4 separate regions of the Mus musculus genome follow, and all the other regions are linked to region 4. Evidence: chromatin contacts called from public Hi-C and promoter capture Hi-C data. All regions are on one chromosome and are shown on one strand. The core of a region is the stretch at or near the end of the contact, and the rest is flanking DNA. Distances in the headings are between cores, read along the strand shown. Region 1 holds the start of Ptpdc1 (protein tyrosine phosphatase domain containing 1). Region 2 holds the start of Phf2 (PHD finger protein 2). Region 3 has its middle 8.6 kb from the start of Mirlet7a-1. Region 4 holds the start of Tpmt (thiopurine methyltransferase).

Region 1 (7,025 bases), core at 3,440-5,939, 1.6 Mb after region 4:
GGAATCAGAAAACAAACTGGGATGTTTGAGGGAAATAGAACTGGAGATCACTATCCTAAACAAAACAAGCGGACTCCATGGAGAGAAGAGTCACTTACATTCTTTCATATAGAGCATCTAGGGGTGGAGATTGGGAAGGCCATGAAAATAAAGGATCTATTAGAGATGTGGAAGGGGAAAGTGGGTAAGAAAGGAAATAGATATGGTGAATGTGATATCAAAGTGTGTGTGTGTGTAAGTGTCATAATAAAACCTATTGTATGATATAATACACATTAATGGGAAAAAAACAAGAAACATTTAAAATTGTAATGACCTAAGAGGGCAAGTGCTAAGTTCTGAAGCATGGTTAAAGAGTAATCTAAGTAAACACATACTTGTATGTCCACTGACACTTAACAAGGGCACCACGAATACACAATGCAAAAAAATATAGTTTTTTAAATTAAGGGAAAACTGAATACCCATATGCAAGAAAGGAGAAGAAAAAGTGAAAAAGAAGGAAGAAAGGAAAAGAAAATTACACCACTTACAAAAATTAATTCAAAGCTGAGCATGGTGGCGCATTCCTTTAATCCCAGCATTCTAGGGGCTGAGTCAGGGGGATTTCTGTGAGTTCAGGGCCAGCCTGGTCTACATAATGAGTTCCAGGACATCCAGAACTATATAGTGAAATTCTATCTCAAAAAAAAATTAACTCAAAACATATCAAAGATTTAAAAGGAAGATGTAAAATTTTAAGTCCTAGAATTGTGTAATTCCTAGATTTGCGTTATGGCAGCTATCAGTGTGTCAAAGAAAGTGCAGGGAATTATGAAGAAGAGGACACTTGTGAACCCTCAGGAGACACAAGCATTGCTCTAAGCAATACAGAGAAAAGTATGGCAGTTCCTCAGAACACAAACAAACACACCATGTCTGAGTATCTACACAAAGGTCTGAAATCAGTTTGTCAGAGTGTTATGTGTGCTCCCATGCTCACGCTACACTATTCACAGTGTGCATATGCATACACACATAGAAACCCTATTAGTTTCTACATGGCGGCTGGAGGTGGGAAGCACGATGCTAAGGAAATGAGCCGAAAAGAAAACACAACAGAAGAGAGCAGAACAGTAGTCAGAGAGGTTGAGGGGATGACAGGGGAGTGGAGAGATGGTTGTCAGAAGGAATGCTAGAAAGCGGTCACACAGGAGGAACAGGACTTTCCCCTCAGTTGTACAGCATCATGAATACACTCAGCACTATCGTGTTGTATGTTTCCAGAGTGCCAAATTTCAGATTTTCTCACCACAAAACAATGAAGCAGTAGATGCTAATTTACTCCACACACCAGTCACAAATCATAACATCATTTTATATAGCAATATATAAAAGTACAAATGGCCAATTTACAGTAATTTATAGAAAAAGCCTCAGAAGAGCGGAGATAATAGAATGCTGTAGAGCACTTCCCCAGCGTGTGCAAGGTCCTGGGTCCCATCCCCAGTACTGCAGAGAATACACAAACAAATAGTAATATCAGCTAAGCAAGGTACCTGCAGTAATTAGTGTTTAAAAAATGAAAGCCAAGGGAAAGAGGTGTGTGTGTGTGTGTGTGTGTGTGTGTGTGTGTGTGAGTGTGTTAGAAGTTAAGCTGAAGAATACTGGCATTTCATAGAAGAATTTTAAAATTATGTCTCTTCTAAAACATTTTAGACCTGGGAAATCCTTAACTGTACTCTTACTTATTTTCCTTAAATCCTCTATTCTCTGACATACAATGTATTTTTACTGAGACTTACATGTCTAAGACTTTCATAGCATATTACTTGACCATGTTAGTTTTGTAGATGTTAGTTAGATTTATCACAATCTATAAATGCACTGCTTTATTTAGTGTTTTCTTCATATACTAATTTTATAAGACCAGGCATCTTGAAGATCCTCTTCATATCACCAGTATCAAAGGCCTGAAACATAAGTGTTCATAAATATTTACAGAGACACTAAAGATATGATTGTGGTCATGGGAAACTCTAGATGGTCATTTTGCCTTTAGTTTTCTCAGAATCTGTTAAAAATGACCCATTCTTTTTAAAGGAGTTTTTAGTATCTCACTTATAGTAAATCCTCTATAAATATATCTTTTTTGTAAATAAAAAATCTTACATATTACAGAGGGATTAGAATTGTGAATATGCCCTAGAGGGTGAAAGAAATAATGTTAGCAAAAAGATAATTTAGGTTAGCACTCTACTGGGGCTGTAATGTGCTGTTTAAATGAATGCCACAGCTCTGAAGGCACTGTTCCCGTCTAATGATGAGGTAAACATGAGAGAGAAAGCCACTGCTCCAAGGTCATAACTACAAAGTGTCACAGTTGGGATTAGAGCTCCAGTCTTTCCTTAAATCCAGACAAATAAAATACTAGCTTTATCTCTAATATAGTCAATGCATCACATTGTCTAGTTAATACCAACAAAGAGCCGGTTAGTTTTTCTACTTAAATCATTTTAAGAACAGGAATCATAAACATACATATTTTGATTGAAGCCGAGGGGATATGAGAAATGGCAGAAATATTCACTAACAAAGATGATTCTTAGAAAAGATTTCAATGGATGTATTTTCATACTCCCTCACTCTCCAAAGTTCTTCTGGGTGGAAAAAACCCTTGGGGGCAGGTTTTGGTTTGGAAAAAAAGGGGGTTTGAAATGTTCTTTTAAGAGAACAGTGATTTGAAATTTATATTCAGAATAATTTTTAGATTTTTTTTCTCCCCTATATATGGAATAATTCTGCCTGTGAGAATGTTCTAAATTTATGTGACATCAGGGGGGCATCACTAATCATGATACAGCATGGTAAAGACCACAAACATCATTTTGTTAAACTGGTGATACTACAGGTAAATTGTGATTCTTACTTTTCTTCATATGACTTTTTTTGGGGGGGGGGTGGTTTCGAGACAGGGTTTTTCTGTATAGCTCTGGCTGTCCTGGAATTCACTTTGTAGACCAGGCTGGCCTCTAACTCAGAAATCCGCCTGCCTCTGCCTCCCGACTGCTGGGATTTAAAAAAAAAAGTGTATTCAGTAGTGGTCAAGGAAGATCATATAAAAAGAGAGAGAGAGATTCAGTAGTGTTCTCTCAATTCGCTTGGATTCCACCAACAAAGGATTTTTTTCTGATGAAAACCCAACCTCCCTTAAAAGGACATGAAGTACTGTTGAGATGGGGAATCTGGGTCTCCAGGACACAATGCTGTGAAGGCACCGGTATCCGGTTAGCAATTAGTTATTGCTAAGACGGACTACGGACTTCCAAATGGGAATCGTCTATGAGGTCTTAAGCAAATTTCATGCTGGTCCCAGTTTGTCTCTAAGACCTGGGTATCCACACTTTTTAAAAAGCCACAGGTGGGATTCCTGGGTAGCGAGAAGTTTCGCTACAACTGAACAGGAAGAAACCACATGGTGATGAGTGAGTGGTTTGAGGTCATACATGCGTGTTTACATTTTATTTCTTTCCACTAACAGCTCTGATTGTGGCAAATCACCCAAGCCTTCCTTTCTGAGGGAAAGACAAAAACAAAACAACAACCTGGAATGACACTTTGTTGTTAAACTCAAGAAAGCTTATGCTGTGCAGGGTGGGGGTGGAGGGTGAGGTGGAGGTGGATATATACATGTTCACACAGGTTAATAGTGCCCGCCATGATAACAGCTTCTCAGGCTCCTTCAGCTCGCAGTCAATGAATGATAGCTTGTGTTCAGTTTTTAGCATAGACAACCCTTGCTGGAATAATTTGATCAGCTATTTCCCTAAAGCACTGTTTCTCAAGCTCCACCCCCCTCCTCCCTGGGCCTTTGTTTACTAAATTTTCTTTTCCATTAAAATTTAATACCACAGGTAGGGTGTATCTATGGTGTGGTCCTCTGAAAGGCCACAAACCCTTTATTATATAAGAAAACACACACACCCCAGAGCAGGGACATCGACATCATCATCATCATTATCAACGTTGAGAATGCATGTCAGGAGAAAAAGTGACTTGGTCAAGGTCACGTGACTCGTTTACTGACAGAAAGAGGTCCGAATTAGGGATCCCAAAGTGGTAGCCTGATACCTGCTTGTGGCTGTCTTGTCTGCTTTATTTGTAATGAAGAACTAGTTGTCAATATTTCTAATCAAGAGATTTCAACTAAAACACCCAAGCAAGCCTCCAACTGCTCCCGAGAAATCCGAGTGTCGCAGCACTTGAGCAAGACAGAGGGGCGCCCGGTGGCCCTGGTCCCCCGCCCCGCCTCTAGGGATGCGCCTCCAAATAACGCCTCCCTGGATAACCCGCCGCGTAAGGACAACCGTCTGGGGACCGCTCGGCGGGCGCCTAACTGGCTGCGGACTCCGAACCTCTTGGCGCGCTTCGCTCTCCGGCTTCGGAGCCCTGGAGCCGACGGGTCGGTGTCTCACGTCTAGGGCCGGGAGGCGCGGGCGGAGAGGACCGGCCGGCCCCGGGCGCTGCTCGGGCGGGTTCCGCGGCGCTGGCCTGCCCGCAGGCCCGGCCTCCCGCCGCGCCTCTGAGCAGGGAGACTCCCCGCCAGGCGCGCTACACAACGTCTCCCTCGGGCGCGCGCACGGGCCACTCCACAGCCCGGCCGCCGAGGACGCCCTGTCGCCGCCGCGGCCTTGCGCGCGCCCGACCCAACAGCCAATAGCCGGAGCCGCTCGGTGCACGTGATACGCGCCAGCCAATGGAGACTCGAGGCGGCCCGTGACGCGGCGGACAGCTTCTAAGGTTTTCGAACATGTGGGAGCCGCTGGGAAGCCGAGCTGGGGCTTGAGTGGTCGCGGGCTGAGCCGACGGCGTGTGCGCGGAAAGCCCGGAGGACCCTCAGGGCCATGAGAGGGCGCGGCTGCCAGCCTGCAGCATGGGGGTGGGGGTGGGGGGCACCGACTCCCCACGAGCCCCGGTGCAGAGTCGCAGGAGGAGCGAGGACTGCTCTGGAGCTTCGCTCACGGAACCACGTGTTCCGTCTCAGCGCCCAAAGAAGAAGAAAAGCCCATATTATGCATCGAATGTCTTCATTTCCCCCCTAATATTCTTGAACTATTATATTTAATAGTCAATATTGTCTTGCACTATGACAGTTTAAATATGAATTTCTGGAGTTGGTCTAGTAGGGGAAAGTTGAATTATGTAGAGGGGGGAAAATGAAGACCAAGTGCTGTCATAAGTATGGGTCCTGTAGGTATCTGGTGAAACCACTGTACCTGTTAGCAACGATCCGTGTTGCTAACGAAAGTCCCAACTGCCACTTGTTCTGTAAGCATACTTTAACTCAAGTAGAAATTTCCCCTCGGTTGTTCTGAAACAGACCATCAGCAAATGTTCACTAAGGCAGTAATTTAAAGACACCAGTGCTGTAGCAGTTGGATGACCAAAGCTAAAAACCCATAAATACTATGTCTCTCCACAGTGGAGTAGGCTAGCCTAATAAATCTGAATTCTCCAACTCTCAGAGTGGTGTTTGGTTCTTCTTTGGTCAGTTTTCCATAACACCAGAGTCTCTTCCTTCTGTTCTCCTGCAATCCTTAGACTTTCTTTGTCAAAGCCTTGCCAGCATCTTAGCCTCTTGTGACTCCAGGTCTGGACAGGAACAGGGACCCTGTCATTAAGAGACCTGACTGGTCTCTGCCCTCTTGTAACAGAAACTCCAGGTTCCAGAATCCTGATCTAAACTCACAGGCATTTCTTCTCATTAAAGCTGTACCCAGGGATCCAGACATTCTGCCATGTCACCCTTAAAAAATCAGGTTTCCTTTCAATTTGTGTCATGGATCAAAATCGTAGACAGAGCACCATCCACCATGTCCTTATTTAATATTTTAATAAAGATCTTACTAGAAGCCTACCCATCAACTTAATCATATTATAGATCTTACATACTCAGTAACATGACCTCATGTAGTTGAGAAATGTCTTCACTAGGCACATTTCTGTTCTTAAGGAAATCCCATGCCAAAAAAGTGAGGGATGGATCCAGATAAGCATCTACCAGCCTCTGCTGAGTCCATGTTTTCAAACTCTACTAGAAGTCCTGTTATCTCATACAGTTCAGTAGAAATGTCTTTCTAGTGCAGGACACTGCTAGGCAAATTCTGTGGCGCTCTGTGCTAGATGCTTTACATATATTTTCTATTTTGTCCATGCCATTAATAGCTTTGTGATGATACAAGTGACATCGAAAGCTGTAAATGTATGCAATGGTGTCAGCGTTCGGAGGCTGATTATGGGATGGATCCCCAGGTATGGCAGTCTCTAGATGGTCCATCCTTTCGTCTCAGCTCCAAACTTTGTCTCTGTAACTCCTTCCATGGTGTTTTGTTCCCAATTCTATGAAGAGGCAAAGTGTCCACACTTTGGTCTTCGTTCTTCTTGAGTTTCATGTGTTTTGCAAATTGTATCTTGTATCTTGTGCATTCTAAGTTTCTTGGCTAATATCCACTTATCAATCAGTACATATCATGTGAGTTCTTTTGTGATTGGATCACTTCACTCAGGTCCATCCATTTGCCTAGAAATTTCATATAAACTAACCAGTACCCCCCAGAGCTCGTGTCTCTAGCTGCATATGTATCAGAAGATGGCTTAGTCGGCATTGTTGGAAAGAGAGGCCCATTGGTCTTGCAAACTTTAGATGCTTCAGTACAGGGGAACGCCAGGGCCAAGAAGTGGGAGTAGGTGGGTAGGGGAGTAGGTGGGTAGGGGAGTGGTGGGGAGGGTATGGGGGACTTTTGGGATAGCATTGGAAATGTAAATGAGGAAAATACCTAATAAAAAAATTAAAAAAAAAGAAAGTTGTAAATGGTGACAAACTAGCATGGCAGAAGGGCTTTAGGTATACTAAATGAGTGATCTGGTTTCAATTAGTTGTACAGTGCTGCAAACATAAATATAAGGAATATAAATCTGTGTTTTCAGTTAACAAAGTTCTCTGTCTAAAGTTAACCTGGATCAACAAACAGTATAGGGGAAAAAAT
Region 2 (6,165 bases), core at 2,209-4,708, 1.8 Mb after region 4:
TTGCTTGCAAGGGTGCAGAGGAGCTTGGTGCCATCTCAGAGGCACACTCACCATGGACTCAAGCTTAGGCTTAAAAAAGCAGCTGTCCTAAGCAAGTCTAGGCCACAGAAGCAGGGAAGCACCAACACTCCACCACTCCAAGCATGGGTGACTTAAGAGATCCTCATTCTAATCCTCCCCAAAACAAGGCTTGCTGGAAATGTGTAATGTGACCCCCAGGTAGGACAAACTGAGGCTTTCTAGTTATTGTGGGGTTTGTTTTTGTTTTGTTTTGTTTCGTTTTTATTTCAAGACATGGTTTTTCTATGTAGTTCTGGCTGTCCTGGAACTTACTTTGTAAATCAGGCTGGCCTGGAACTCAGAGATCTACCTGCTTTCATCTTCCAAGGACTGGAATTAAAGGCGTGTGCCACCACTGCCTGGCTACTGTGTTTATTTTTATGGTTACTGTGTATTGCAAGTTACAATGATGCTCCATTTCGGAGAATGATACAAAGTTTCCTTTTAAAAGAAACTGTTTGCCAGGGTAAGGAATCCAATGCTGTGTGGGACCTGGAAACAGGAAAAGTACATTGAGGAGGGAAACCTGGCTGAAGAAGCTGGCATCAAGGGTGGCACTCAGTCCGGAGTACTGAGCCAAAGTTCTCACCTTGGTTTCAAAGCTGGCATAGCCAACTAAGTAACTTAGAAGTGGAGTGGAAGGTATGTGCAGCCAAACTCTACCCTTCTGTTGTTACTGGTGCTCTGGTATATATTTTTTTATTACTTTAAAATTTTATTTTGGAGGGAGCTCATGCTATGGTGTACATGGGTAGGTTAGAGGACATCTTGCATCTAGCATGTGGGTCCTAGGATTAGAACTGGGCTTGGCATTAAGCCTTCACCTGCTGAGCCATCTCACCAGCCGTTGGTGCTTCTTTTGAGACAGGGTCTCAGATACCCAAGGCTGACTGACCTCCAACTCAATGCATAACCAAGGTTGGCCTTGAACTCTTGATATTCCTGCCTTCAACCTCCCTGGTGCTTAGATTATACACATGCTCTACCACTCCCGGGGATGCCATTTTAAAAATTTCTTCAGTAAGTCTTGTTTCCTCAAGATCAAAAGTGTAAAATCTGACAAGCTGTTCAGACGTGAGGTAAAATGTAAACTCGGAGGGAATTAACAATCCAGGTGCTACATAGCTCTGACGAGAACCATCAGGGGTCTTCCAAGAATAACTGGAGGGGGAGAGACACACAGGGAGCTGACCACACGCCTTCCACTCTTGAACAAGAGAGACTTGAGAGGGGCCCAGGGATCTGGTCCAGGCTACAGGAGCAGGAAGAGGCCCCAGCCTTTCCCTCCCTGCCTGACCTCAGGCCCCAACCCTTGATCCTGCACAAAGCTAGGGAGAGCTCTAGCCCCAGGAAGAGGGGTAACTCATGGTGCACTGGAGCTTAAGAAACCACCTGCTGTGAAGGGTCCCTTTTACTGCCCACAGACCCAAATACATGCAAATGTAGCTGTGCTAATCAACTGCCTGTCTCAGAGCAAATCAAAATCCTCAGAGAAACAGTAAGGTGACTAGACCTCCAAAACCAAAGCAAACAATAAACAACAAACCTCTTCCAGCATCAAGACTCATTATCTCACCCCCCCACCCCCTTCTCTGCCTCGGCAGCAGCCCAGCTGACAGGTAACCAGAGGTGCTATAGGTCTTGGATTGAGACAGGAAGAAGGGGTGCCACCACTCTCAGGGCTACTCAAGTCCAGATTCCCAGCGTTTCTGGATTTGGAGAGGCCTCCGGGCTATCACCCACTGTGATCTGGCCACAAACCCTTCGAGATGGATGCCAGTTGGTGGCTGTTTATAGTGGCCCTGTTTTGGAGCAGAGCCCAGGGGTCACACAACTCTGAGTGCTCTCCACAACCCTAGATATTTGGGGGAGGCAACACAAGATACTCGAGGGATTCCAGTGAGCCATACAGGACCACCCCTCGTAAGGCCAGCCAGGTTGCCCTACAAGAGTGGGCCTCTGTCCCAGGGCCTACAGATGTGAGAAGGCCCATCAAATCCTGGCCACCTAGCTCCCAACACTTAAAGATGACTAGACCAGAGACCACAGCTCTTTTTCAAGACTCCCTAAAGATCCTGGATGTGAGATATCAGAAGGGTCTTCTCTCTAGAAGGAAGGTCAGGGACGGTCCAGAACCACACACCGTTCTCTCCCTCCAGCCTGCTACTCGCTGTTAAAAACTCACACCCAGGGGACAGACAGACCTGTCCAGCTTCAGGCCAGCCCTCTTGAGGCCCAAGCACATCCCACAGGCAAAGTCAAACACAAGAGAACCTGTTGGAGCAGTTTAAGCAGGATGATCACCTCTTTCTCCTCCTCTTACTTCTAAGTAGGAAGGGACTTAGGCTCTTAAAAAGTAGACACAAGGCCAGGTCATGGCCACCGGCAAGGGCCCAGAGGGCGGGTTTAGTATCTCCAAGCTTACCTCTTTCCCTCCTCCCCATCTTCCTTAAAGAGCATAAGGTCATGTCAAAACTGGGGTTCCTCTGCCTGAAGCAGAGAGGAGGGAAATGGGGAGCCGAGCAGGCCAGGAAATGAGCGGCCAAGCCACAACACCCCCACCCCAACACACAGACACTCACGTCGGTCTGTCACTGCACTCCCGCCTAGGCCCGCAGGCCGGCCCGAGCCAGTAGGCACGCGGGGTCCCCGGTGGGGTCCTGCCCGCCAGGACACAGTCCCGAGGGGGTTCCCGGGATCCAGCACAGACGGGGGGCACTGGCCGCTACCTCGCTACCGTTCCCCCGGTCCACCCGAGCCCTGCCAGCTCCGGAGCCCGCCAGTCGCGCCTCTCGGGGGACCCGCGCCGGGCCGCGCGCCCGCCTCTCCCGGCCCGGCCGCCCCGAGCCCGCGCGGGGAAAGTTCCTGCAACTTCGCAGGGGGCTGGCGGCGGGGGCCCCGGGCCTGGGCCTCGTCCGGCTCCTGGCCTCCGCGGCCACTGCGGCCCCGCTGTCAGACGACCGGGTCCCAGCCCCATCGCGGCCGGAGCCCCAACTTCCCCGCGCCCCTCGCCCGCCCCGGCCACGGGCCTCGCTTTGTGCGCGGCGGCCGTACGCCCCCGCCCTGGGCACAAAAGGGCGCGCGGCCCGGCGGCCGAACGCGGCTGCGGTGCCCGGCGGGGCCCGGGGCGCGCGACCAGGGCGCGGGGCTCGGTGGGCCGGGCGGGCCGCGGCGCGCTCACCTGCCGTGGAACCAGTCCTTGCAGGCATCGCACTCGATCATAAAGCGGGTAACGTCGTAGGGCAGCCGGCAGACGCAGTACACGGGCACCGTCGCCATGTTGCCGCGCCGCCGCTCGCCCCGCCGCTGCGCTGCCCGGGTCGGGCCGGGCCGGGCCGGGGGCCGCGCGGCGAGGGCGGCGGGGGCGGCGGGCGCGGGCGCCGCGGCCGGAGCGGACGGGGCCGGGGGCGCTCGGCAGGGCCCGCGCGCGCGCTCGCGGCCGGGCGCGTCCACACAATGCCGGCGCGGGCTGCTGGGGCCGCGCCGGGAGCCGCCCGCCGGGCCGCGGGGCGCAGGGCTGAGAGTGCGCGGGGGGCCCGGCCGCGCGCGGGACACAAAGCGAATGGACGCGCGGGGGCGGCGGGCGGGGAGCCGCGGCCCCACCGAAGGGACCCCCGGCCGCCGAGCGGCCGCTACGTCAGCGCCCCGGGTGGCGCCGCCTCCGCCCGCCGGCCTGGGCCCCGCTCCCGCCGCCGGGAAGGCGGGCCGCGGTAGAAGGTGGGCCGCGGGCCTGGGGGAGCCAGCAGCCGGGCTCGGGGGCACCCCGCGGGAGAGGGTGGCCCCGGGACTCCCAGGGAGACGAGCCGCGGAGCCCCCTGCCCCCGACTACGTGAACACAGTTCGCACAGCCCTGCCTTAGCCAGAAGCAACTCCTTGGCCTTAACTTTCTTCTGACCCCGAAGTGGGATGGACAGGGGGATCTTCCTCCTCTTCCTGGGCCCGGCAGCCTCCCTCCCATCCCGAACTGCGACTGAGTTGCTGGCTTTTGAATAACCTCCCCTTCCCCTTCTTTCTAGCTGGGGGCTGCCTTGCTTCCTCGTACGATCCGGTGAACTTTCCCGATGCTCCGGCAAAAGTCAGGGGACCCGAGAGTGAACTGTTTGTTGTAGGACACAGCTTACCTGGGATTGGTGCCGCCCAGGACCCCTTATTACAACCCATAGACCCACAGACCTTAGGAGCGGAGGACAGTCCAGTGAGTCGCAACTGAGCCACAGGACTGCTGGGGAAGACAAGGGGTTATGTTGTCGCTCTCGCCCCTGCAGTCTTGCTCTGAACTGGCTCCCTGGTCTCACCTGTCCTGCTTAGAGCTTTTTTGTTGGTTGGTTGGTTGGTTGTTTGGTTGGTTGGTGAGATATGAATGAGGGTCCTTCTCTGTCCCCTACCCAGGTCGACCCTGATGAGCAGGGCCATATATTTAGGAAGAAAGCTGTCTGCTAGATCTGCTTCCCCTTTGCCTGTCCCCACACAATACGTGGAGATGCTAGTCTCTGCAGATACATTCCAGAGTTTCAGACCTCTGCTTACCTTGACAAGGCAGAGTCCCAGTTATCCCTGCCCAGAGTGCGGCTGCCAATCAGCTCCATTGCTGGCAACTCAGAGGATAGCCTGTTATGGAATCTGCCCTCAACCAACCCCCACCCTTCCCAAATAGGTAAACCCAGGGCCACAAATCAGGATCCGAACCAGGGCAAGCACTGTGTAACCTAAGGGCACACATGTGGCAGGGGAGATAGGAAATTGGGGCGGGGGGCGCAGACAGGTTACCCCGTCAACCTGTACACAATGAATTCATTTCAAGCTACCTGCCTGAACTCCAGCTGTCCCCTTGGGTCTCCTCTGTACTGGATGGTCCTTCCCCTTACAAGGCAAGAAACAGCTGTTAATCCCCTGTCCCTGTCACCAGGCATGTGTCCTGGTGGGGTAGGCACTGCCCTGTTACCTAAGGCACTCTCCCCAAGAGGTGGTGCAGTTGTCATTCAGCAGAAGTGAAAACTGAAGCTCAGAGCAGTTAAATGCAGAAGGGAAGTAGCCTACCAAAGGTGGGGGCAGAGGGAGCAAGGGAAGAGGACACCCCTGCCCAAGTCCCGAACCTGTTCCTCTCACCTCACCTTTCCCCCAGAAAGCCTGTTCTCCTTCTGGTGGGGTACTGACCACTGGGTGCCTCCATTTACTCTCCTTATCTTCTGACATTCTCTCTGGCAGCCAGCTGTGCCCACTACAGCTGCCCCTGTGCTTGGGGATCAGGTACCCTGATTCTCAGAGCCCTCCCGAAGCTGCTGAGCTATACAGCAGTACAGACCCTACCCCAGGCCTCTGGCCCTAACTTCTGTTTGTTTTCTCCATCCCTTCTCCCACCTCCTAGCCTTAGATGTTTATTGAGCACCTACTCTATGCTGACAGCTGTACACCAGCACTCGGCTTTCCTGTTCATCCTGGAGTAGAAAGAACCAGGGATGGACTTAGATCTGAGTCAGCGATGGGAGAAAGAATGAGAAGGCTGAATGAACAGATGAGTCATCCTCTGAGAACATGACCCAGGAGAGGGGACAAGGTGCTCCTGCTAGCAACAAGAGGTAGAGATGCTCCGGAGCGGGGGTGGGGGTGGGGGGCAGTGTGGTCTGGTGGCCCCCTCTACTGGAGCTTCCTGCCCACCCCCCCCTCGCTCCTCAGGGCTCAGCTCCAGCTCAGCAGCCACACCTGTTCCCACACCACCACTCACATGCCCATTGGCTAGCCTGTGGCCCTATAAGGGGCAATGGCTCACAGGTATGTGGTCTCCACATCAGCTTCGTATCCAGGCACTCCAGTGACACCATGACTTTGGTACTGCACAGCAGCCCCCAGCTTCTTGGCACAGACAAGTCTGCCTCCACGGAGGTATACAGAGGCAACTCTGTTGTCTTGCTTGTAAATATCAGAGTTACCCAGAATCATTCCTAAAGTGCCGGCTTCCTTGTTTGTTTAGTTTGTCTTTCCATGTATTTATTTAGGGTATGTGTGTGTGTGACCGTGCTCATGTCACAGAACAGCAGTAGTCAGTTCCCTCTGCCTTGTGGGTCCCAGGGACTGAACTCAGGTTGTCAGGCTTAGTGGCGAGCACTT
Region 3 (6,131 bases), core at 858-3,357, 1.5 Mb after region 4:
TTATTTGAAACAGGGTCTTATACAGCTCAGGATGGCCTGGAACCTTCTACATAGCTGAGGATAACCTCTAACAGTGCAGGGATTGCAGGCAGGAACTGGAGATGGAACCCAGGGCTTGAGGCATGGCTGGCAAGTACTCTTTATCAACTGAGTGAGCTACACCTCCAGCTCTGGCTTTGTAGTATTTTTAAAAAGGCTTCTTTTTTTTAATTATTTTGTATTATGTCTGCACAAATGTGGACATCGAAGGATAACTTGGAGTCAGTTCTCTCCTCCCACCATGTGGGTGAGTCCCAAGGATTCAAACTTGGGTCACTGTCAGGTATGATGCTAAGTGCCTTCAACCACTTATCTATCTGCACAATTGTCACCAACTCACACTGGTTCTGTAACATTAGTTACTGAAATAAAAGGAACTTGATATTTAGGATGCTATTCTCTAAACCAATTAGTTTCCTTAGTTCTGGAGGAGGTTTACTAGGGACATTTCCCAGGACCCTCAAGAAATCTAAATGAGACTTACTAACATTAAATTATTATGAGCATTTATTTTATTAGTACTGGAAACTCAACCCACCAATTCAGGCATGTCTGACAAGCTTTCTATCACTGAGCAACAACTCCAGCAGGACCATTTGTTTTAATACTTCACTCTGTGAACTGAAGTACTTTTTTTTGTTGTTTGTTTGTTTTTGAAACAGGTTTTATCTGTGCAGTCCTGGCTGTCCTGGAACTTGCTCTGTAGATCAGGCTGCCCTCAAAACTCTTGAGATCCACCTGCCTCTGCCTCCTGAGTGCTGGGATTAAACTTGTGTGCCAACACCTTCTTTATAGCCACATGTTTTGCATTCCTCTACCTTTCCAGCTTGAAAAATTACTAAGTCTCAAATCAGCACAACTTCAATTTATAGTGGGGGAGGGCACAGCTTGCTTCAAGTCTACAAAACTATCAATTTCTACAATAAAATTACCCATAGGGTAAAATGCACGCCCCATCTACACAATTTTGATAACACTTTTTAGACCCGACTTAATTTGGAAGATTTCTATTCTCTAATTAAAGTTCTTACATTTCCAACTAGTATTTTTGTTACACTAACAATTTCAAATTTCCCAAATATTACTGCTTCAACTGACAGAACCTAATGAAAGGCCAGAATGCTGAAAAATCTGTATTAAACTAACTTTTCTTTTTTTGGCTTTTTTCGAGACAGGGTTTCTCTGTGTAGCCCTGGCTGTCCTGATACTCACTTTGTAGACCAGGCTAGCCTAGAACTCAGATATCCGCCTGCCTCTGCCTCCCAAGTGCTGGGATTAAAGGCGTGCCCGGCTAAACTAACTTTTCTTATAAAAAGATTGTTTACTTGTTCAATTTTCTTCACAAGATTATCAGGCAATCAAAAACAAGAACACTAATGTTTTAAACTTCAAAAACAGGTTGCCAATATTTTTCAACAGTTAAAAAAGCAATCTGTCATCGTCTTCCATTTTAACTAAGTTTCTAAAGTTTTTCTCCGCCCCCCCTTGTCCTTTCATAATTATCCTTTTAACACAAAAAGTTGAAAACTACAACACAGACGATCACTTCTGACACAGACCCTGCACTAACAAGCGGGATCACCGAAGGGCAGTCCTGGCCAAGGGCATAAAGGTTACCACCCTGCCTCCGCTAAAGAGCGCGCCGAGAGATAAGTTTTCTTAGCCGGCCTCCGAGAGGCCACCCGCTTCCAAGAGTTTGCAGCCTCCCCAGTCAAAAGGCCAGTCTCGTTTCCGGTGCCACCGAGCTGCAAATCTCCTACCCCATCCCCTGGGATACAGTTTCCTCCCGCTCTCGCGCTCCCCTCCCCCTGGCCAAGGACGGGCAGCCGCAGCGATCCTCCAGCCCCAGCAGCTGCTCCAGGCCCTCAGGCCGCAGTTGGCCGAGCGGAGCAGGGGCAAGCAGCCAGCGTTGGCTCTCCGTTCCCTCCCTGCCAGCGCCTTCCCGCCCCGCCCCGTCCCTCCCCGCCCCCCGCACTTCCTACCTTCCTCCATCCCACCCCCCCCAACCAAAGCCAAGGTCTCCCCGGCCCACAAACCTGACGGCGGAAGTGACGTCATAGAGGCCCGGCTACGTCCGCAGCCAGTCACGCCACAGCGGGGAGGTAGCCCCGACCAACCGGCGCGAGCCAGAGGGCGGGACTTCCGTCCGCCGCAAGTTTGATTGAAGCGGCGGGGGAGGGGCGAGGTGAGGAATGTGAAGAATGACCCCCCTCCCCCGCCCGGTCGCCGAGGAGCTGGGCGGGAAGCGGAGGGGGCTGGGGCAGGCCAGCGGCCACGCGGCACCCCTCCCCCGCCCGAGCCCCAAGGCCCACGGCATCCGTGGGCCACCGGCCCCGGGGCCACCCGCCTGCCCGAGGCGCCCAGGCCATCCCACGGGTCCCAGGGTGCGGCGCGGCAGCCCCCAAGTCTTCCCTCCTGGTCGCCCGCTGCCGCCGCCGCTGAGTCTGGAGGAGGGAAAAATGGCGACGTCCCCGCGCTCGCCTTCACGCCCGCAGTACCCACCTCAAGCTCGCGGATAAAGGCGTCCCGCTGCCGCCACGGGAAATGGTCTGGCTTTCCCCCCACCGTGGCCCTCCACCGCCGCGCCCGGGAGAGAGCAGCGCGCGAGAACCCGGATGGAAGCGCGGGCGGGCGGGCGCCGCCTCGGCGGCCTGAGGGAAGGCTACGCGCGCGCCGGGAATCCGAGGCGGGGGCGGGAGCTGCGGGCAGCGCGCATTCCTATTGGCGGACGCTGTTGACGGACGTGTGCCTCGCCCTCTCGCCTTAGCCGGTCGGGGCTCACCCGGACCCCCACTGGAGGGTGACGGCTGAGCCCGCCCCCGCCGCGGAGAAGGCGGGTCTGGCCCGCCCACCGTGACAGGCTCCTCTTTCCCTACTGGAGGACCGGGAGAATAGCGAGGACCGTCCTCTGAGTCCCGCCCTCCGCGGTGATGGACAAGTCGTGTCACGTGGCCTCCGTCCGCTCTGCCGGCTGCGAGGCGGGAGGTGCTAGAGTTTTCGGGGCGGTTTTCACGTGTACCCAAGATGTTGGATTCACTCAGTCTTCCCTCTCGGGGGCTCCGGGGCTCGACGCCAAGGCCACTCCATACCTCACTTCACCCATCTGTCACATAAGGAGTTAGGTCTCCTATGGTGTATCTTTTATCTCTTTTATTTTTTTTTTCTTTCCCATGTATTGAAATTTTTGTGCTAAAACTTTTTCAAAGCAATCTTTACGAATTCTTTTTTTTTAAATCAATGCAAAAGCATTTCTTCATTCTTACTGGAACTTTCCATGCACTAGGAGACCTCTCTGCTCTTTGGTGGGTGGGTTGGGGTACTATTTAATGATAGTAGGTTTGCACGGTTTAAAAAAGAGAGTCAAGAGAGTCAAGCATCAACAAAACCCTATGAACATTCATCTGCAATCCATCCAGGGGAAAAAGGCACTGTACACGTCAGCAAAGTGCTTATATTATAAACTCCAACTATAAGCCATCCTAACATTCTCTGTCCAAAGCAAATGACAAGAGAGTTTAGAAGATGGGAGAGTTTGGGACTAAAGTGAACAAGTGAACAAAAAGAAGAGGAGGGTGGTGAACCTTGTGGGATAGGTAGGATATGGGGAGGAAGAGCTTCAACCTTCAGGATATACTGTGAGAAAGAGGATTATAAACCACACGATGTCATCAACTCTTCATACAAAGCTGGACTCCTCACAGTAGGTTTTCCTTCGTAGGCATAGCGGTGTGGATTTTGCTGTTTCGTTTTCTTCCTTTTTTTCTTTCTACTTTTTTTTTTTTTTCAGTAAACAGAAACCTAATTTGAAGGTGACTTACAGAATCAAAATGCCTCAATATAGCCACCTGACTGGCGACGGATGGCTGAAGCTTCTGGTTTCCGTCCTAAGAGAAAGAGACATTCTAGACTATGGGAATTGGGACCTATAAAGTAGGAGTAGCCCACAGAGAAGCCACCCCCTGGGCCCTGAAAGAGCAAATTCCTTCAGCCGAGGTCCTTGGAGAGGCCCACCCTGTGTCCTGGAGGCTTTGCTACCTCAGTTCCGTTCCACCTCTAGCATGACTCCCTCCAAATTTTCTCAGTCCAGACAAACAAGTAATTGTAACCAAAACTGCCAAAGTAAAGCATACATACTTCTCGAAATGTCCTCTGGCCTCTTTGCCTCAGTCCTCCCCTTGTTAAGATCTCCTTTGACCTGTGTCTTCTCTTTTGTCCTTTCGTTCATTGTTCATTGCATGACTTCAAGATGATATATTCACTTCTTGATCTCCCTGCTGTTCATCGATCAGACTCTCCGTCCTTATTCCGGGGTGTGATGGGCCATTTTAGTGTGTCAGTTTGAGCCACCATGCCCCAAGATATCTTATTAAATAATATTGCTGGATGTCTGTGAGGATGTTTCTAGAAGAGATTAACATTTAAAGTGGTAAACTAAGGAAAAACTAATGGCTTTGCCTAATGTGAGTGGATATCATCCAGCCCATCCAGGGCTTGAATGAACCAAAACGGTACAGGGACACAGGGTGGCTGAATTCTCTGCTTTCTGACTCCTAGGCCCTGAGATTTCACCAGCAGCAGCTTGCCTAGGTCTGCAGCTTCCATATGGAAAATTGTGGGCCACGGCCCAGCTAGATGGCTCAGCAGATAAAATGTGCTTGCCGCCAAGGCTGATGACTAAGTTCAGTTCCCAGAATCTGCATGGTAGAAGGGAACCAACTCCTGCCAAGTTGTCCTCTGACCACACAAACGCACACATATATGCTGAGTAAATGAAAAAAATTTTTTTCAAGGAATTAATAGGACTTCTTAGACTTCATAATCATTGATCGAAGAAGACACATACACATTTATACGTAGATGCTCCTTGTCTTGTGATAAAGTTTGGACCCAATAAATCAATATTGTAAGTCAGACTGTCATAAGGTGGGAGCATTGAATACACTACCAGTTCTGCTCTTCTGGTAAACACTGGCTAATACAGCAGATCACCTTTGGCAGTTGGCCTAGGCCTTGTTATAGCCTGGTCTGGTTATCATAAGAATGATATCTGTCAAGCGGGGCAGTGGTGGTCCACGCCTTTAATCCCAGCCCTTGGGAGGCAGAGGCAGGTAGATTTCTGAGTTTGAGGCCAGCCTGGTCTACAGAGTGAGTTCCAGGACAGCCAGGGCTACACAGAGAAACTCTGTCTTGGAAAACAAACAAATAAACAAAAAAAAAAGATATCTGTCAGTGTCTTCCACAACCTCATCTACTCCATAGGCCCCATGACTCCTGAGGGGCCTTAAGTGCTAGTACTCCCCGAGGAGTCACAACAGAAAAAAAAAAAAATTCCACAAGCAGAGACCTCAGGCAGAGAGGGATACTTTCCAAGGTTATCCTTAGAGAGGGGTGGACATCAGTTATACTATCTGTCTCACATTATCTTCCTCAAGGGGTTTACAAACAGGTCATAGCCCAGGGTTCCACGTGTTCCCAGAAATGCTTGTTACTCTCGGGCAATGTTTTAAATCTATCTTAAATTGGCTGACAGCATTCAAAAAAAGATCAAGACGTTTAATTTGAAAATATCTAGATGTCTTGGTTTTCTCAGAAAAAAAAAAAAAAAGGGAATCTCTGCATTCAGTCTGCATTTCAACATGACACTGTACTCTCCGTGCAAGCTGAACTCTCCTGCCTACCAGTCACCAATGAGCCTGCTTCATTTTTATTCTGAGCCTGGTCCCTGAAATCATTGAATGAGTCCTCTGGACTTAAAGCAGTCTCCTCTTGGGGTGGGGGTCAGGGATTGCTCCCGACCCATTTCAAGTGTGAGGTTTCACTGAGCTGACACCTTCACCACAGAGCTGAGAAGGTGGCACAGGCAGAGCAGTACTACAAAAGTCACTATCTAAATGAGGTCAATTAGAGTTCCTTCCTAAGAGTGTATCGGAAATGAGCTCAGAGAAGAGAACCCTCATGACCTCGGCCCCAAAGCGGCAAGGACATAAGGAGAGGCCTATCTGCAAGAGTAGAGAAGCAAGGGGCCTGGGAAGATAGCTCAGTGTGGTCATTAGTTCAGTCAGTCTCAACACCCACATAAAAAGCCAAGTGTG
Region 4 (7,011 bases), core at 4,198-6,697:
GCGGCTTAACTCATCTCGACAGGGTTTGCTTTTGACCTGACATCGTCATCTTCGGATGGAATCGCAGGCGCGCAACAGTGATGATCACGTGATGCTCCTCTCATCTATTAACTGGGAACGAGACAGAGTGTACCTATTATCTATCTACGCAAGAGCACACGCTCCCACTGTGGGCAGAACGTGGGCTCCTTATTGTTAGAAAGGGAACATGCTAGTAACTTGTCTCGCAGACGGCCCAGGGGATTTGTACTCTGGCAGATAGAGACGATTTCTTTCATTCTCCATGCATGCTGCTGGAGTTACAAAATACAAACAAAGAAGTTATCCAAGTTGACTGGATGTCTTTGTACTTACTGCCCAGTCAACACATGCAGGGTAGCCCGGAATACAAACAAGGCAAAAGGGAAACACTAAAATAACGTTCCTCTTTCATTTGAATGCTTTTTGACCTCTTCCTGCTGGTTAGCTGATGTGCTCATACCCAATGCCTGTCCATACACAGAGGTCAGCTACAGAAGTAAAAAGTACTTCTGTACTGGTATTAGAATATGGCAACTTACATGCAATGACAGTAGCTTGACTCTGCATTTTTATCTCAGTTATTATTTTGCAGTTTAGGGGAATGAATCCTGAGCCTGTGGCTATCAGGCAAGTGCCCTGCCATTGAATCACATCCCCAAATCCTTGATTTTTTAAAAAATATAAATGGATTGAGACCCCTAAAAATTCAGTAACCACACCCAGCTAGCAAGCTATATGGTTTCATTAATGTTGCCTAAGCTCTGCGCTCTGGCCGCAGTTACCATTTCTAGAGTTATTTTCTCATAGTTTTCAAAGTCACTCTTCTGGTTTGGTGAGAGACCATTAAAACATAAAACATGTCTTTAATTCCAACACTTGGGAGGCAGAGGCAGGCAGATTTCTGAGTTTGAAGCCAACCTGGTCTACAGAGTGAGTTCCAGGACAGCCAGGGCAAAGAAACCCTGTCTCAAAAAAACCAAATAAATAAATAAATGTCAGAACTCAGCTTTAAAAAAAAATAAAAATAAAATATTATTTGCTTATTTTAAATTTTTCTTTATGTGTATGTCTCTGGGTATGTTGTGTCCTCAGAGGGCAGGCTTAGCTATAAATTGAGCCAGTGTGGCTTATAAAACTTTTACTCTATTAGAGAATAAAATCCAGATGCATGTGTGCCTGCTGAGTAGATAGCTGTATTTCCATAGTGGGCAGAACATTTTAAAGTAAGGCTATTCTGCATTTATTAACATTTCCTACCAATCTCTTGTTCTTTCCTCTTAGTGAACATTTACGTTTTTTAACATTTCAGTTTTTAAGTAACCATACTTCTTGGAGGACGTGGCTGTGGCTGTGCATTAATCGTTGGCAGTAGCATTTCGTGTAAAAATAATCTCTAGGGTGGTGACTCAGGCTAACCTTGTAGGAACAGTGCCTTGTGAGTTCTGTTTGTAGAGGACTGCTTATAGGAACCACTAGTTTTATAACAGCAGTTCACAATAACAAAATCTCCTATTTGTACGTGGGAGGAAGGGAGAGCCGAGCTGAACTCTGCACTATCAACACTGCCTTGATAAAAAGGGTTCACCATAGCGTGTTTTTTGTTGCCTTCTGTTTCAAACAGCCATCATTACTGAAACTGCTCAGCCGCTTATAAGCGTTAATCACATACAAAGATCCAGGAGACATGAAAAAGGAGGCGAGGCTTCCCATTTGGTTCCCAACTAATTCACTTCCTGATTGCCAAGATCACAGGTGTGCACACCACCTTGTTTTAAGTAATGCTGGAAACAGAACCCAGGGCCCTGTGCATGCTAGGCAAGGGCTCTCTCAACTCTGCTAACTGCTCAGCCCCTCTGCCCTCCCCGCCCCCAACAGTTTTTTTCCTTTTCTTACTTTTTTTTTTCTTTCTTTTTGGCCTTTGAAACAAAATATAGAAAGACAAGGTCATTCCTGATTCAGTTTGTCCTCTTATTGTTTAGAGATAGTATCTCTAATTTTATAACTATCACCTAAAAATAAAGGCACTCTTTTACTAAGAATGGGATTTTGTTGCTCTTTGTATGTTAGGTTACCCGGCCTTTTTGAGACAGGGTCTCCCCTAGTCCAGCAGCCCTCTTGAACTTACATGTAGCCAAGGCTGGTCTTGAACTCCCGATTCTCTTGCATCTCCCAAGTTCTGCTATTATAGTGTATACCTAACAGATCTTTTTTTTAAAAAAAACAAAACAAAACAAAAAACCCTACACATACTCTGTTAAATATTCATCCTGAGAATTGCTCTGCCAAAACTAGCTGACGCTCACTTGTGCATACCATTTCATCTCAACGGCTTTTCCACAGAGGGGGAAAAACACTCGCAGTCCACTCTGGCCTTTAAGAAATGTATCCAAATGCTTCTTCAACAGCCTGGGGAAGAGAACAAAGTTACCACAATGCTTGCTTTAACTAGCCCAGAATCACAGGAAAGGGGAGAGGAGAATTTATGACACTCTGAACTTTTGCATTCATTATCTCAGTACTCTCAACATTGTAACAAGCAGGTAATGTTAATTATTACAACCTCCGGGTTACACTCAAAGAAACAGGTTAGCTAAGTTACTTGCTTCACTACGCAGTTACTTAGTATTACATATGACTAGCAACCTGGAGTTTTCATGACTGGAAAGTAAAAACTGCTTATGTTGCCTTGAGAAATACATTTGGAAAAGTCTACATTTATATTTATATTCTTATTTTTGTTGTTACGTGAAAGTGATGTTAAGAAGAGGGGTCTCTAAATTTATGTATTTTCAAAATATCAGAGAATATTCTCTCAATAAACTTAACTTTTTCCTTAATTTTAGTTAAGTTAATTTATGGTGTGTGTGTATATGTCTATGTGTACATCTATCATACACATGTATGATGTTCCCATGTCATAGCACATGTCTGGAGGTCAGAGGACAGCTTTCAAGAGTCAGTTCTCACTTTCCTTCATGTGGTGTTTAGGGACAGAACCCAGGCTGTAGGGGTATGTGGCAAGTGCCTATATCTGCTGAGGCAGCCTGTGGGAGCTCACCCTTGCTTGCCCTTGCTTTAGAACATAAGGAGACAGAAAGTTAGATGTTGTTTCAGTATCTGCTGCATGTATAAGCACCTGTGACCAACGTGAACAAAGTGAGGGTGAGCTTTAAGAAGAAGATATATTTCATATATCTGTAAATCAGATTATTGCACACTGAGAGAAATCAAAGTATGATGTGCTATGGGTGCTTTGTGATTCCCTAACGATATGAGATGACAGTGTGTCTGAAAAGAAATGCAATAATGTATTTGTGTGTTACTTTTATTTCAAAGTCAGTTTCTTTTTTCTTCTTTCCTCTCTCTCTCCCTGGAGCTTAGCACTGGCCTCAAACTCACTTATGCAGCTTCAATTTCTAATGCTTTTGTTTCCATCTCTCAAACGCTGATATTACATGCATATGCCACTGCGCCCAGTTTTGTTCAGTGTTGCAGAACAAACCAAGACCTTCCTTCATGCTAAGGTCTCTCTACCCACCAAGGTACACACCCGCTAGAGTCAGTTTCTGATTAAAGCATTTCTCTGCCAGAGACCAAACATGTCTTACTGATGCCCTTGCTCCTGATGGAATGAGATGTGACGGGTCACCCACTTCTCTTTCCAGTCTTCCAGGGTTAGTACTTGGTTCTTTTGTACCTCAGCATCAGGGTGCTCTTTCATATCAAGGGACATGGTACCATCCACGGGTTGTAGACAATTTTTGTCTCTGAGGTTGGTGTCTCCAGTGCCTAAGTGGAAAGACATCTACAATGATGTCATTCAGGAACATTGTGATTCTATTAATGAACGCTACAAAACCCTCTACCTAGGGCAATAGCTTTAAAAACACATATCAGCATTAAAGACAGGAGAGTCGTCACATGCCCCCAGTACTTGGGAGATAGAGGCAAGAGGGTTATTGCAAATTCCAGGCCGACATGATCTATATAGTAGATTCCAGGCCATCCAGGGCTACGTAGCAGGACTCTCTCAAAAACAAATAAGATATGAATGGCAGCATGCCTTCAATCCCAGCAGTAGTTAAGAGTACTTGTTGTTCTTGAAAAGAACCCAGTGCAATTCCCAGAAACCACAAGGTGTCTCGTGGCTGTCTGTAACCCCGTTGCAGTGGATCCAATACAGGCAAGACATTCGTTCATATAAGGAAAAAAAAAAAAAAACTAAAAAAAAATTCCACAGTTCCAACCTGCCCTTTAAATCATTGGTGATCATATGTCTTGAATCTGTGAACCAGCAAACATGTCACAAAGGCAGTAATGTAAGGAAATGTCCTGTTGTTGCATGATTTAGCTTCTGTGCTTAGGATTAAAGAAGGACCATCCCCATCAACTCTGGGAACGGAAATGCACTTCACAGCCAAGTATTTGCTAACAAAAGGCTTTTCCCTGATGCTCATGTCAGGGGGCAGAGTCCAGCATTCTGAGAGGTCGGAGGGAAGTATGGGATTATTGTGGATACAGAAAAGCAAGAGAATCGCTCTCCTCCCATCTCCACTCTCTATCAGAAGCTGTGATGCCCAAAGGTGCCCTACAGAAACAAGGGCTCTCCTGAACACAGAAGAAAGATCTTTAGCCCACCCAGCTCTACCTCACCGAAGCTGGGGCTGTTAAACACAACCACTTAGCTGTTGTAACAGCGCCTCAGAGTGGTGCTCACTGATCATTTTTTGAGAAAAAAAAAAATTCTAAAAACAATAAAGGTGCAAAGTACAAGGTTGAGAAAAGACAGATCCGCAATAACTCCCACTAACAAACGTTTACGTCCAATATGCCTACCTAAAAAACATCTTTTTCTGCCTAGGATTTTTTTTTTTCATTTTTAACAGAGGGTCTATCTAGAACTCACTATATAGTACAGGCTGACCTCTAGCTCGCCCTGATCCTCCTGCCTCAGCTTCCTCGTACACAACAATGCTTGGGTTCTGCTTTAGTTTTATTTTTGAATTTCATTAAACTGAAAAGCTAACTTCACTGAAGTCCACAAATCTCCAGGATGGCTCAGTATTTTACACGTGGACATTGTTATCTGAAACACACCACTAAGCAAGGGGCTACTTAATACATCGGACTCAAAGCATTTCTAGTCTGATCATTTATTCCCAGTTTTTGCTGCGGTTATCGGAACCCCTTTTCGGGACTCAAGTAGCTGGGTCATCCATGCTTTTCGGGAGCCCCATTCTGAAAAAACGCTGTAACAGGCTCACACAGTCTTAGCAGATGACCGCCTTTACTACCGGTTGAGAACTTACTTACCTTGGCTGCAGCTAGCTGCTTACCTCTCAGACACTAGCCCGCCTTTGTAAGCCGGGAGCTGTGCAAGGACTCACAGGCCCCGCCCCAGGGGCGAAGGCCCCGCCCAATGTGGTCTGATCCCACCCCGGAAAAGATTATCCAGGCTCCGGTCCTATAGGCCCTGCCCGGGGCGTGAGAACTCTGCCCAGGACACGCAGGCTCCGCCCAGCGTGCAGACCACGCCCAGGGCGCGCAGGCCCCTCCCAGGACCCTGTGACCCCACCCAGGCCGCCCAGGCCCCACCTTCAAACCTAAGCCCCGCCCCGAAGCAAGGTCTCCGCCCAGAACGCGTAGGGCCCCGCCCTTAGCAGCTGCCGAGATTGCGCAGTGGCGGAAATCATCGGGGCGGGGCGAGCGCCGGGACCCTCCTGCTCCCTGGGCCTGTGCGCTCCTCCCACTCCGGGTCACGGCGTGATAGGGGCGGAAGCGGCGGCGGCCGAGCTGCTGCAGCTGGCAGTGCGGATCAGGCCGTCCGGTGCAGCCCGGTGCAGCCCAGGGCAGCATTCGCCCCCTGGCCAGCGCTCTGAGGTAGGGACTCGAGCCTCACGCGGGCGCGCTTGGGGGTGGCGGCGGGCTTCGGGTGACAGCTCCGCACAAAGCGGCCGGCTGTGTGTTGAGCCTGGTCTGGAGGCGCGCGCGTTCCCCGGGGCTCCCCGGCGTCCCGCGTTTGGAAGGGGTGGCGTGGGGGACCCTGTGCAAGCCGGGGCTTCCCGCGCTGGGCTGCGGGGTTGCGGCGCCGCGGGCTTTCCCACTCGTCGCTCTCTTGGAACCCTGCAGGGAGCTGCTTGCGCCTCGGCCGGGCGGAGGTGAGTTGGGCGGCGGCTGCACCTGGCACTCTGGCGCCGGCACCAGCTGCGGACCGGGTGGACAGGACCCCAGTCTGGATTTCCACTCTGGGCTATGGGAACCCCGCAGCCTGGAGGAGGGGTCTTACTCTGGGATTCCACCCAGCGCTGTAGGGAACCCATCTACATGGAGGCAGGACCCCTTTCTCTGCTCCCACCCGGAGCTGTAGGAGCCCCTTAACGTAGAGGAGTTACCCCACTGTAGGAATCTCTTAGCCCAAAGGAGGGAACCCCACTCTGGGCTCCCACTCGGGGCCGTGGAAACCACCCCCCGCCAGTCGCGAAGAGAGACCCTAGGCTGCGGTCCCACTTGCGGACCAGGGAACCCCGTAGCCAAAAGGAGGGACCCTATACTGTGCTCCCACCAGGGACGTGGAAACCCCGCAGCCAGGAGGGGGGACACCAGACTGCCTTCCCCACTCAGGGTGGTCGGGAATCCCCAAAGCTTGGTAGGAGGGGCCCAGGCTTCCCTTCCCGCTCTGTGGTGGTGAGGAGAAACCCCACGCTGGGCTCCTGTGTGGGGCAGTGGGAGCACCGCGGCCAGGAGGAGGGATCCCAGGTTGCGATCCCCACCTTGGGCAGCGAGGCGCCGTCAGGTTCGCTGGTGTAGCGGATACCTTGGGCATCTGCCGCGAGGGCCGCTGATGAGGGCTCAAGCAAGCCTTCCTTGGGATTGCACACCACCAGGTCCCGGTCCATATGGCTGATAGTCGGCGCAGCTGGCCTGTAAGAGAAGCAGGCCCAGCTGCAGAAAGTTGGGGTTGAGTGATCTGGAACCCAGCCACCGAGGCCC

What was found. Hi-C and Micro-C count contacts between places; a contact is called where the count stands out from the background. Capture Hi-C pulls out chosen DNA fragments and counts their contacts.
Region 1: a Hi-C map of B cells shows a contact between it and region 4, with 6 read pairs. The contact joins the promoter of Ptpdc1 here to the promoter of Tpmt in region 4. A contact is called at or near these places in 1 of 39 promoter capture datasets (embryonic stem cells), 1 of 484 Hi-C or Micro-C datasets (B cells), 2 of 115 datasets of contacts at active chromatin or transcription factors (astrocytes and embryonic hindbrain) and 2 of 9 other capture datasets (adipose tissue and liver).
Region 2: a promoter capture Hi-C map of adipose tissue shows a contact between it and region 4, with 3 times the contacts expected there. The contact joins the promoter of Phf2 here to the promoter of Tpmt in region 4. A contact is called at or near these places in 1 of 39 promoter capture datasets (pre-B cells), 3 of 115 datasets of contacts at active chromatin or transcription factors (astrocytes, bone marrow-derived macrophages and embryonic forebrain) and 2 of 9 other capture datasets (adipose tissue and liver).
Region 3: a Hi-C map of B cells shows a contact between it and region 4, with 7 read pairs. The contact joins the enhancer-like site here to the promoter of Tpmt in region 4. A contact is called at or near these places in 2 of 484 Hi-C or Micro-C datasets (B cells and liver), 4 of 115 datasets of contacts at active chromatin or transcription factors (astrocytes, embryonic midbrain, forebrain and 1 more) and 1 of 9 other capture datasets (liver).

Annotation. Positions count from the first base shown.
Region 1 is chr13:48,620,983-48,628,007 of GRCm38.p6, forward strand. Ptpdc1 (protein tyrosine phosphatase domain containing 1) reads right to left here and starts at 4,690. Exons shown (of 10, transcript NM_207232.2): 1 at 4,395-4,690.
Region 2 is chr13:48,867,427-48,873,591 of GRCm38.p6, forward strand. Phf2 (PHD finger protein 2) reads right to left here and starts at 3,459. Exons shown (of 22, transcript NM_011078.3): 1 at 3,242-3,459. The coding sequence starts at 3,339. It overlaps Phf2os1 (a long non-coding RNA gene), which reads left to right and starts at 3,525. Exons shown (of 2, transcript XR_003950516.1): 1 at 3,525-3,777; 2 at 5,426-6,165.
Region 3 is chr13:48,543,809-48,549,939 of GRCm38.p6, forward strand. No RefSeq gene overlaps it. Among named protein-coding and RNA genes, the nearest start is that of Mirlet7a-1, 8.6 kb to the left of the region's middle. Within about 2 kb of position 2,108, at least 414 of the 459 cell types and tissues checked have an H3K27ac peak or open chromatin away from gene starts, as enhancers often do. A contact at or near this core is called in B cells, astrocytes, forebrain and 2 more, where this site is marked.
Region 4 is chr13:47,037,770-47,044,780 of GRCm38.p6, forward strand. It overlaps Tpmt (thiopurine methyltransferase), which reads right to left and starts at 5,448. Exons shown (of 9, transcript NM_016785.2): 1 at 5,335-5,448; 2 at 3,630-3,810; 3 at 2,335-2,427. The coding sequence starts at 3,754. Kdm1b (lysine (K)-specific demethylase 1B) reads left to right here and starts at 5,730. Exons shown (of 21, transcript NM_172262.3): 1 at 5,730-5,901.